Linked DNA regions of Mus musculus: regions 2 and 3 are each linked to region 1. Evidence: chromatin contacts called from public Hi-C and HiChIP or PLAC-seq data. All regions are on one chromosome and are shown on one strand. The core of a region is the stretch at or near the end of the contact, and the rest is flanking DNA. Distances in the headings are between cores, read along the strand shown. Region 1 has its middle 9.9 kb from the start of Gm30149. Region 2 overlaps A730056A06Rik (RIKEN cDNA A730056A06 gene). Region 3 has its middle 37 kb from the start of Gm6567.

What was found. Hi-C and Micro-C count contacts between places; a contact is called where the count stands out from the background. HiChIP or PLAC-seq counts read pairs in DNA pulled down with a chosen protein or histone mark.
Region 2: a contact with region 1 is called in a Hi-C map of uterus, with 2.4 times the contacts expected there. The contact joins two enhancer-like sites. A contact is called at or near these places in 2 of 484 Hi-C or Micro-C datasets (both in uterus) and 1 of 115 datasets of contacts at active chromatin or transcription factors (embryonic stem cells).
Region 3: a contact with region 1 is called in an H3K27ac HiChIP or PLAC-seq map of stem cell-derived anterior neural progenitor cells, with 8 times the contacts expected there. The contact joins two enhancer-like sites. A contact is called at or near these places in 1 of 484 Hi-C or Micro-C datasets (embryonic stem cells) and 5 of 115 datasets of contacts at active chromatin or transcription factors (embryonic stem cells, epiblast stem cells, stem cell-derived anterior neural progenitor cells and 1 more).

What each region holds. Positions count from the first base shown.
Region 1 is chr7:73,617,040-73,620,315 of GRCm38.p6, reverse strand. No RefSeq gene overlaps it. Among named protein-coding and RNA genes, the nearest start is that of Gm30149, 9.9 kb to the right of the region's middle. Within about 2 kb of position 1,690, at least 332 of the 459 cell types and tissues checked have an H3K27ac peak or open chromatin away from gene starts, as enhancers often do. A contact at or near this core is called in stem cell-derived anterior neural progenitor cells and uterus, where this site is marked.
Region 2 is chr7:73,325,758-73,328,809 of GRCm38.p6, reverse strand. All of the region lies in intron 1 of A730056A06Rik (RIKEN cDNA A730056A06 gene), which reads left to right. Among named protein-coding and RNA genes, the nearest start is that of 4930429H19Rik, 17 kb to the right of the region's middle. Within about 2 kb of position 1,404, at least 36 of the 459 cell types and tissues checked have an H3K27ac peak or open chromatin away from gene starts, as enhancers often do. A contact at or near this core is called in uterus, where this site is marked.
Region 3 is chr7:73,137,591-73,140,753 of GRCm38.p6, reverse strand. No RefSeq gene overlaps it. Among named protein-coding and RNA genes, the nearest start is that of Gm6567, 37 kb to the right of the region's middle. Within about 2 kb of position 1,488, at least 31 of the 459 cell types and tissues checked have an H3K27ac peak or open chromatin away from gene starts, as enhancers often do. A contact at or near this core is called in stem cell-derived anterior neural progenitor cells, where this site is marked.

The DNA.
Region 1 (3,276 bases), core at 441-2,940:
GAGTTCCAGGCCAGTCTGTATTACAGAGTAAGACCCTGTCTAAAACACAAAAACCAACAAAACAAAGGCTAGGTGAGGTAACACAGGCCCATGATCCCAGCATTTAGGAGGTAGAGACAAGCAGGGTCGGGCTCTTCGACTACTATAGAGTTGAAACTTGTGGCCAGCCTGACACAGGGTGGCAGAGAGCAAAGTGTTATCATTAAAAGCTTTGGGTTCATTTTCTTTTATTTTATCATACAATGTGCTATTACAACTAGCACAGTTAGGGGAGGTTTGTTCAGAAGTCTAAATGTTTAAATAAATCTTATTATTGTTGGAAATACAAGTCTATTGAACATTTTATGTTTAAAGTAGATTTTTGTTTTCTTTTTTCTTTTTTTTTTTTTTTTTTTTTTTTTTTGGTTTTTCAAGACAGGGTTTCTCTGTATAGCCCTGGCTGTCCTGGAACTCACTCTGTAGACCAGGCTGGCCTCAAACTCAGAAATCCGCCTGCCTCTGCCTCCCAAGTGCTGGGATTAAAGGCATGCGCCACCACCGCCCAGCTTTTCGAGACAGGGTTTCTCTGTGTAGCCTGGGCTGTCCTGGAACTCACTTTGTAGACCATGCTGGCCTGGAACTCAGAAATCCGCCTGCCTCTGCCTCCTGAGAGCTGGGATTAAAGGCGTGCGCCACCACGCCCGGCTAAAGTAGATTTTTATATTATAGTCAACAGAATGCAGGGAATCTGGAGCCATTTGGATTGGATTCTAGTTTTAACTCTAACACCGTTCTGAATATAACTCCTTATTTTCTTTGGAATAAATGCTGAAATAGTTCAAGTTGGAAAGTTACACTTACCCAAAAAAAAAAAACAAAAACAAAAACAAAAACAAAACAAACCTTTCCCGTCCGCCCTGGCAACCTACCTCCTTTATTGGAGGTGAACCATGTTGAAACTTGGTTGCCTTTGCTTCGTTTTTATGTATATACCGTACAAGCGAATGCGTGTACAATTTGGATTGTTTCAAAAACTCTAGCACGGTCCATGGAAATGGGAACCAGCTTCCTCTCTGACAAAGCAGTGAGCCAGGGAGAGTACAAGGCGAAAAGTACATGAATTGCCCATATTAAAGTCTGGCTCGGGCGTTAGCACCCCCACCCCAAGGCATCGTCATTATTAGAAGGGCTGCCAGGTACATAAAGGGTCTTCAGTAAGTCTCAAAATGCCCTTGGAGCGTGTTAAACGTCTGTCAGGTCTCCTTCACTCCAAAGCTTTCAGTTTAGGTGAGTGTGGGGAGACCTCCAAGGAGGTCCCTGAAGATGCTGACCAAGAGAACCTCACAGTAAAGCATCCGCTGCCCTAGATTCCGATGCAGGCTCCTCGTCCCGCGCCTTAGTGGTCTGTGACCCCGGGTGTGACCACTGTGATCCTGGGAGCCACCTAGGATGTCTAAGTAAGAGACCGCACGGGCCCCGCCCACAGCACACACCCGAGAAATGCTAGTCTGGAATGAAACGCTAACGAGAAATCCACATAGAAAGCAGAATACCCAGGACAGGCTGCGGTGGGCAGACGGGCGGCACGAGTAAAGTTTTTACACCAAGCGCCCGTCTCTGCCGCAGCGACCTTCTGATCACTCCGGAAGAGAGGCGTTCCCACGCCTGACGCGGGTCATCCTCCCCCTCGCAACCCGCGCACCCTCGGGATGGCGGCGGATGACGACGGCGGCGGCAGAGTGTGGACGTGCCTCGCGCCGCGCAGCAAATGGCGGAGGAGGCAAGGCGTGGCCCGCTGCGCCGCGTCCGGCCACCAGGGGGCAGCCGCGCGTCTGAGTCCCGCAACCGGCTGGAACCGGTCTGGCCGGAAGTTGGGCTGGGGCCTTCTCTTCCGCAGCCGCGCGCCACGTGGCCGGGATGGGGTGGGGTGGGGTGGGGATGGGGCGAGGAGGAGGAGGAGGAGGAATGCACGAAAACAACAAGATGGCGCCGCGGGGGATGGGCGCCTTGCCTGCGCCCTCGGAACCCGGAGCGTCCCGAAGGGCGGAGTGGAAGGGCCGGTCGGGGCCCAGCCTGCGGGGCGTAGCCGGCTTCCGCCAGCTTGGGAGGCCGCTTGGACAGGCCCAGGGTGCGGTCGCCAGCGCGCCCATCACGAGACCCCTGGCCGGGATCCAGGACTCCCTTTGGGCCTTCGCGGCGCCTTTCCTTAATTTGCTTTGTCCGCTTTGCATTTGTCCTCTGAGCGTTGTCGACCTCCTAGGGGAGCGATTAGATCAGGGCGAGGCCAACAGCGAGCAAGAGCAGGAAAAATGCTGACCGTGGACCCCGCCGGGGTCAGCAATGGTAGAGATGGAACCTGCTGGGAGGTGGACCACACCCCACCCCTATCCACCCCGGGGCGCTTCGGGACCTCCTCACTGTAGGGGCGGCCAGTGTGGCAGAATCCAAGCTTGTCTGTTTGGCTTTTGTGAAAAAAAGCAAAAAAAAAAAAAAAAAAAAGAAAAGAAAGAAAGGGAAATCTGGTTTTGTATGTATTAAAACGTAGGAAATTAGGCATAATTGTCTAGTATCCTGGAATTGCTGCGAAAGCCTGAAGCCTCCCCTTCCTGCCCAAATCCGTGTAACTCTACTTGCCCCACCCCGTAGACATTCCTGACCGGTGGAATTTATTTTAGATGGGCCTGAGGATCGCAGATGTGAGGTTTTGTTGGGTTTTATATCTTTTTAAATAAGTTAACACACGTTACTCTGAATGTGATGGTATATTTAGAATAAGACATTTGTCGCCTTGGGATTTGAAAGCCTTTTAGAATAGGTTTCAAATTCTTTCCCATATTTGCGATTTATGAGGCCTTTGGCCTATCTCAAAATAATAAGACCCCTCCCCTCTAAATAGCACCTGGCTCCCAAGGACCTTAGAAGTTTAATTAATAAATATTTTGGATAAAATGCGGAACTATTACGGTGTTAGTTGGGAGGGAGGGAGGAGAGTAGCTTAAGACAAATCTCCAAGCTCGTGATCAAAACAGCATCGATATTAAGTGGTAAACTACAAGTGAGACAGTGACATCAATGACTGGGGGGTGGGCGGAGCCCAAGCTTAAATGTGCATTTTTGACGAAGGGATTTGGGGACCTACTTCACCCCACTCCTTAGGTTTTGTGTTCTTGTGAATTGTATTGGCAGGCATTCCCGAAAGCACTTGAGCCCTCTGAGGAACCAAAACACTGCGTAACGACTCCCAGTCACCATTAGTGCCAGGGGCCGCAGAGTTAAGGAATGGAATTCCGAAACACA
Region 2 (3,052 bases), core at 155-2,654, 290 kb after region 1:
AACATAAAGACAGTGTTCAGGTTGTACTGAGGTCTGAATACTTGTGAACTCGCCAAATTCACATGTTAAAACTAATTCCTTAAGTGACAGAATTAGGCACGAGGGAGGTGACTGGGTCATGAGTATAGAGCCAGGAACAAAGGATCGACACCTCTAAAAGAGGCCCCAGAGAGGTTCCTTGCCCCTCCCTACCATCTAGGAACAAGGAAGCCTTCATCGGGCACCCACTCTGCTGGTGCCCTGATCTGCAGCTTCTAAGCCTTCAGAGCCTTAAGTAGGTCATTCCTGTTGTTTTTAAGTCCCTTGGTGGATGGTGTTTTGTTATAGCTGCTCGAACAGACTAGGGCAGTGGTTCTCAACCTTCCCAATGCTAAAAGCCATCTTTTAGTACACAGTTCTTCACATTACGGTGACTTCAACCAGAAAATGATTTCATTGCTACTTCCTGACTGTAATTTTGCTGCTGATATGAATCCTAATGTAAATACCTGATAGGCAACCCCCAGAGGGGTCGTGACCCACAGGTTGAGAACTGCTGGACTATTTCCACAAGAAACAGAGCTGTAGCCCCCCATGGTGAGGGGGAAGGAAGCACATGCAGTGTGCTAGGGAAAGTGACACTGAAGATATAGTGAAGCTGCTGCGCTGTCCTTGCAGAACCATGCTCTACTTGGGGTACACAGCATGTTTAGCGAAAGTCACTGCCCTAAAGACTCAGGCTGCCTATGTGTTTGCCCCAAATGAGCCACTGGATCTGGATGCTTGACTTTGTCCCCATCCTCCCCACCACCCAAAGGCACAATAGCGTGGTAAGATCTGCACAATATCAAGCCAGCCAAATGTAGGGCATAGCTGGGGGCATGCCTCTCGCTGAGGAGCTGTTGAGAATTGGTAGCTACTGAGGAAGGAGAGTCAGTTTTCTTTGGCTGGGACACCGATAGACTGGCCGACTTCCAGTGAGTGGCCCTACACCCATGCTCATGATGGCAGTAGCAAGGAGACTCAATGGGTTTAAAAAAGAGTATACAATGCTGGAGGGACCAGTGAGGGGTGGGGACAGTAAAGGAAGAGTTGGAAGAGGAGATGGGATGGGCTTGATCAAAACGTATTCTATTCATGCATGACATTCTCAAAAACTAGATTTTAAAAAGCCACTCTAATCAAGGAGCTGTCGTTCTTGGGTTGATGGGTTTCCTCAGTTTCCCTCAGCTGAGCTGCTCCTCATCGTTTCTGTGGACTGTTCCTTCGGTTTGCAGCTCTCCACCAGTTCTCTTCTTCTTCATCCCTGCTTTCTTGGCCATTGCATCTGAATACTTATTAGATTTTGTTTCTTGACCCTCCCCTTCGACTGTCCCAAGCTGTCCTATTTATAGCTTGCAGCTGTTGGCAGAGCTGCAGTGTTAGCCTTTGGGGAGACGTCCATAGGCTGGGTTGCCTGTGAGTTGTCTGGGAACACAGGCTGAGGCGAAGGAGACACCCAGGCGAGCTTTTTCTCTCAGAATTTATGATGAAAAGTTGGATTTCTTGAGCCAGGAGTTTACGATGGACAACAGCCCTGTGTTTGTAATTTGCAGAAAGATGGGGACGGCACATTCCACTAAAGCAGGAACTGGCTAAACCCAGCTTTTTGACTCACAAATTAGTCAATAACTCTCTAGCAAAAATTAGAAATTGTGGCTTCAGTTAAAAATTGCTTCTGTTAAAGGAGGAGGAGGGAAGAAGAAGAAGAGGAGGAGGCAGCCAAAAATGGGATATTTGGGGCAAAATTTAAATAACAATTCTAAGAGTTTTGGGTTAAGTATTTTTCTTACAGAGCATGCATCTTAAGTCAGGTCATATAGTGTGCACATGGCTCTAGTAAGACAGATGCTGTGAAGGCGGTTAGTGCAGGGAGAGATGGATGGATACACCAGGCTGACTTTAGGTATAAATCATTCACACTTTACCCACGCGATAAGCGTATAGAATTTCGAAAATGTTGACTTCTAACGGGCTCCCAGGCGATCCGCAAGCTGTACCTTCCAAAGGCTCCTGCCCAAGGCCTGCAGTGGAGCCCGAAGGAGGGCTCGCCTCCTTACCCTGAAAAGCTATGGGGCTCGCCTTTTCTTTTTAACAGTATTGTCCCTGGTTCTATTGATTAACTTTGGATCTTTCTTCTCATGACCGCGGCTACCTTGTGCGTCCTCATCCTAACAGCGCCTGGAACCTTTCTCCTTCCCCACTTCCGTCTTTGGGACTTCGGCCCATCTTCACTTTCCGCTGCGTGGAGGCTCAGATGAAAACATGTGTTTCTGATGCTCTGTGTCTTGGCCTGGGAGGAGCCTGAGGGAAGGCTTTCCTATTCCAAATTTGTCTCAGACTTTAGCACGTCAAAACTCATTGCAGTCAAAGTCAGCAGCGTCCCAAACCTCCAGTTCGCTCATTGCCTGAGAAGCCCAAGGGGCTCCGGAGCAGGCTCCGTTCGTGGGTGGACCAGACAAGACAGTTTGATACAGCTGAAAAAACACGGCGGTAGAAAGAGTCTTGTCAAGCTTGGTCTTTGACTGCAGGGGAAGTGGCACTTTTTGTCACCAGTTAGTTATGTAACAATGCTCTTTCAATATTTAAAAATGTTCTCTCTTTTTGAAGCCTTTTTTTTTTTTTTTAGTTTTTTGAGACAGGGTTTCTCTGTGTAGCCCTGACTGTCCTGGAACTTACTCTGTAGACCAGGCTGGCCTCGTACTCAGAAATCCGCCTGCCTCTGCCTCCCAAGTGCTGGGATTAAAGGCGTGGGCCACCACTGCCCCGCTTGAAGCCTTTTTTAAACAAGAAAAAAGATGCCGTGCCCCCCCCCCCCCCAGAAGCTGATTAGTCATCAGCCCAGAGTCAAAGCTGGTTGAGCATAGATTTCTCTGTCTGCCAGCTACTACTGTCTCCTAGATGGCATGGACTGTGTACTGGGCTTATACTGGTGAATGTTGAGTATGTTGGCATCCATAGAGGGTTGTGGATGACTGAGAGAGGGACCCATCCCTGGGCCAGGGGTGGGGGGGGTGGGGTGAGGTTGTTGATA
Region 3 (3,163 bases), core at 239-2,738, 480 kb after region 1:
CAGGCTCATTTAAGAACCAATTATCGTGCTGGGGTTGTGCGGCTCTGTGGAACAGTAAACCTTTGGTTTTGACTAGCAGGGCCTGCTCAGAGGAAGGGGAAAGCAGCCAGCCATGATCCTTAGTATTGTGGCAGTACCCTCAAATATAAGTAGGCCCCTCCTGGGCTTGTGGCACTTGTCACGAACTGTAAAAGAAAATGCGTTTCCCCGAAACTATTTGGGAAATTGGAGCCACTGCTCAATTCCTTAAAAAAAAAAAAAAATCAGGCTCTATATACGGGAATGATTGTAAGGAGACAGAATGGGTTGATCGATCTATGTGCAAGACTGGGGAATCCTAAGGCAGGCAAAGCCACACCCAGGGCTAGCAGAGGAGGCAGGACAGGCAGAAAGTAACAAGTTCTCAGTCAACCAACTATAGACAAGAAGCCTTTCCCCAGAACCTCCTCCTAGCCTGGGTAGCTAGAGGGTGTTTGTTGATGAGACTTGTTAAAACATTTGGTTGAATTCCAGAGTGGAGCATCCATGCCTTATGACTAGACCAAAGAAAAGGAAGCGTGTCCCTGAAAAGCCACAGGGCTCTGCCCGGACAACCTTTGTCTTCAAAGAGACAGCGTATGTCAAGAGTCAGAGCCACGACCTACCATAATGCTGAGTGCTAGCTCACAAGCATTGGTTTCTGCTTATACAACACTGTTCACTGTCCGAGTGTTTTCAGTTTTGCATATAAGTAGCCATTTCAAATACAAAAGCAAAGAGAGGCGGCTCCTGGGAGGCTGAATGGCTCTGGGGAGGACATTAGGGTGTCTGTGGGTGTCTCTCCTCAACTAGCCAGCCCTCCTGGTCCCCCTCCCAGAGCTGTTAAGAGGATCTGAGGGAGGCAACAGTGTCGACCCCGAAGCATCCAGAGGTGCCTTCCTTCCGTCTACTCCCAGCACACTCTTCCTGGTTTCCTAGAGGTCTTCCTGCATCTTCTGTCTTGCTGACAGATAAAAAGTAGGCATAGGGGTATGAGAAGGCTACATCCGCCAAGGATGCGGCACCAGGATCGGAGGGAGCCCAGGGAAGAGGCAGAAGGGCAGGCAGGGAGGCGCTTGATAACTTGGAATTCTGTGAACTTGCTGACTGGGGGGGGGGGGCGGGGGGGGGAGGAGGGTTAGGAGGGACTTGAGGTAGGTTCTAAAATGACTCCCACAGCCTTCAGGACAGGGCTCAGGGCATCTCAAAGTCTGGCTCCCAGGTCCTTCCAGTCAGTAGCTCAGAGACCGATTAGACTGATTAGATTCCAAGCTACAGGCTTTAGAGGGCTAGTATCGGAGTTAGGTATGGAAGTTTCCCCTGGCTTTCTCGTCCAGGCGCTCACATCCAGGAAGGAGCTTCTTTTCTGGACCAGAGGGCTTTCGCTTGTTGGGCTTTTCATTAGCAGGGTGAGCCAGTAGGCGGTTGAGCTCATCTGGGCAATTGAGAAGCCAGGGAGGGCTAAGTGCTAATAGCTAACTCCAGTGTCAATAGGCGGTAGAGGTGGCCTCCTGCTGGGTTATTTGCATTTTATAATGCACTCCTAGGAGACCAGAATTCTTTAGAAGACCCTTGAAAGAATGGAGCTTTAAAGACAGTGGTGTGTGTGTTTGTGTGTGTGTGTGTGTGAGTGAGTGTGTAGGGGGGTGGGGTATGAGAGAGTGGGAGTCGGGGAGATTACTTTATTTAAAATCCATCCTATCTTAAGTCTGCTCCTGTCCCCTCTATATCAAAGGGTACAGGCTGTATGACTCATTCAACTTTTCAACCATAGGGGTCCTTGAGGAGGGACCCAACATTTCAATCACAATAATTAATTCTCTTGTAAGCTAACTGAAATGCCCACTAGACAGTTTGACTGCCTTTGGATGACACTTGAGATTCTAGGAGTGGAATATAATGAGTGAAGGAGCCAGAAGGTCATACCCCAAGTCTCCTTAGCAATGTGAGGTTACCACCCTTGGCTCTTGGTCTCCATAAAAGGACTGACCCCACCCCCACCCCCACCCCCCACCCCCCCAGCCCAGGGCTCAACACCAAAGCAGAAACACCATCTGAGACTAGTCTGGCTGGTTTCATGCTTTTGTTGCTGGTCTCTCCATCTGGAAGATAACAAATGCTCAATAAATGGTTGTTGAATTCTGCTATTGGGATCAGTTACATATGGAAAATGATGGACACTGGGAGGTGTTCGCCTCTGGTCCAATTAGAGTCAGGCGGGCTGGGTTCTGGAGGCTTCCTCTCTGTGACCTGCTGGGCTCCTCCCCCTCCTCGGAGGTAGGTAGTCACAGGATAGACCGAGCTTGCCCTCTGCTGCCCAGCTGGGATCTGACTAGGGCTTATTTGCCTAGCTCTTGCCTGAGGCTGCAGGAGTTCTGAGACTAAAAGTACAAACCATCTCCTCACCCACCTGCCAGCTCCTCACAGGGCTTTGGTGGCAAAGTGAGAAGTTTGGAAAGCGTGTATCTGTCTCCATGGGCTTGGCCCATACTTTTCTAATGCGATTGGTAGTAGCAACATTATGTGTGCTGGTATGGTGAGTGTTTAATGACACATGCCGATTATCTCAAAGGTCCATCAATAAGCAGTGGAGTGGGCCAAAGACCTATTCAGAGCGTAGGATATATACATGCCTTTTTTTTTTCCCCACAACAGTGCACAAAAAGGTCACCCAATTGTACAGAGGCATTTAAGAAGCTACTATTTAAGTTCTGGTACAGCAATAAAGGGGGACATCTAAAACTATCTGTAGCCATGTATGTGGACATACTCTTTTAGTCCCAGGCAGGCAGATCTCTTGCGTTTGAGGACAGTCCACTCTACAGAGTGTGTTTCAGGACAGCCAGGACCCCACAGAGAAACCCTGTCTTGCAACAACACACTAACAAAATACAAAATAAAGTTAATTTTTTTCTCACCTATCTTTGTTTGTCAACCAAAAGAATGGAATTCAGAAGCCTGTGTTTGGTTTCAGACCCGGGACATGGGACTGAGGTGCCCATTTTACTTGTCAAAGCAGACCTGGCCCTCCAGGTTCTCCCAGCATCCCTCATGAGGTTCCTACCTGGCATACCTTGGCCCCAATCTTGAACTTTCCAGCCCAGGGGCTGGGCTGCTTTTCCTACAGAGGCTCTTCCCTATATAA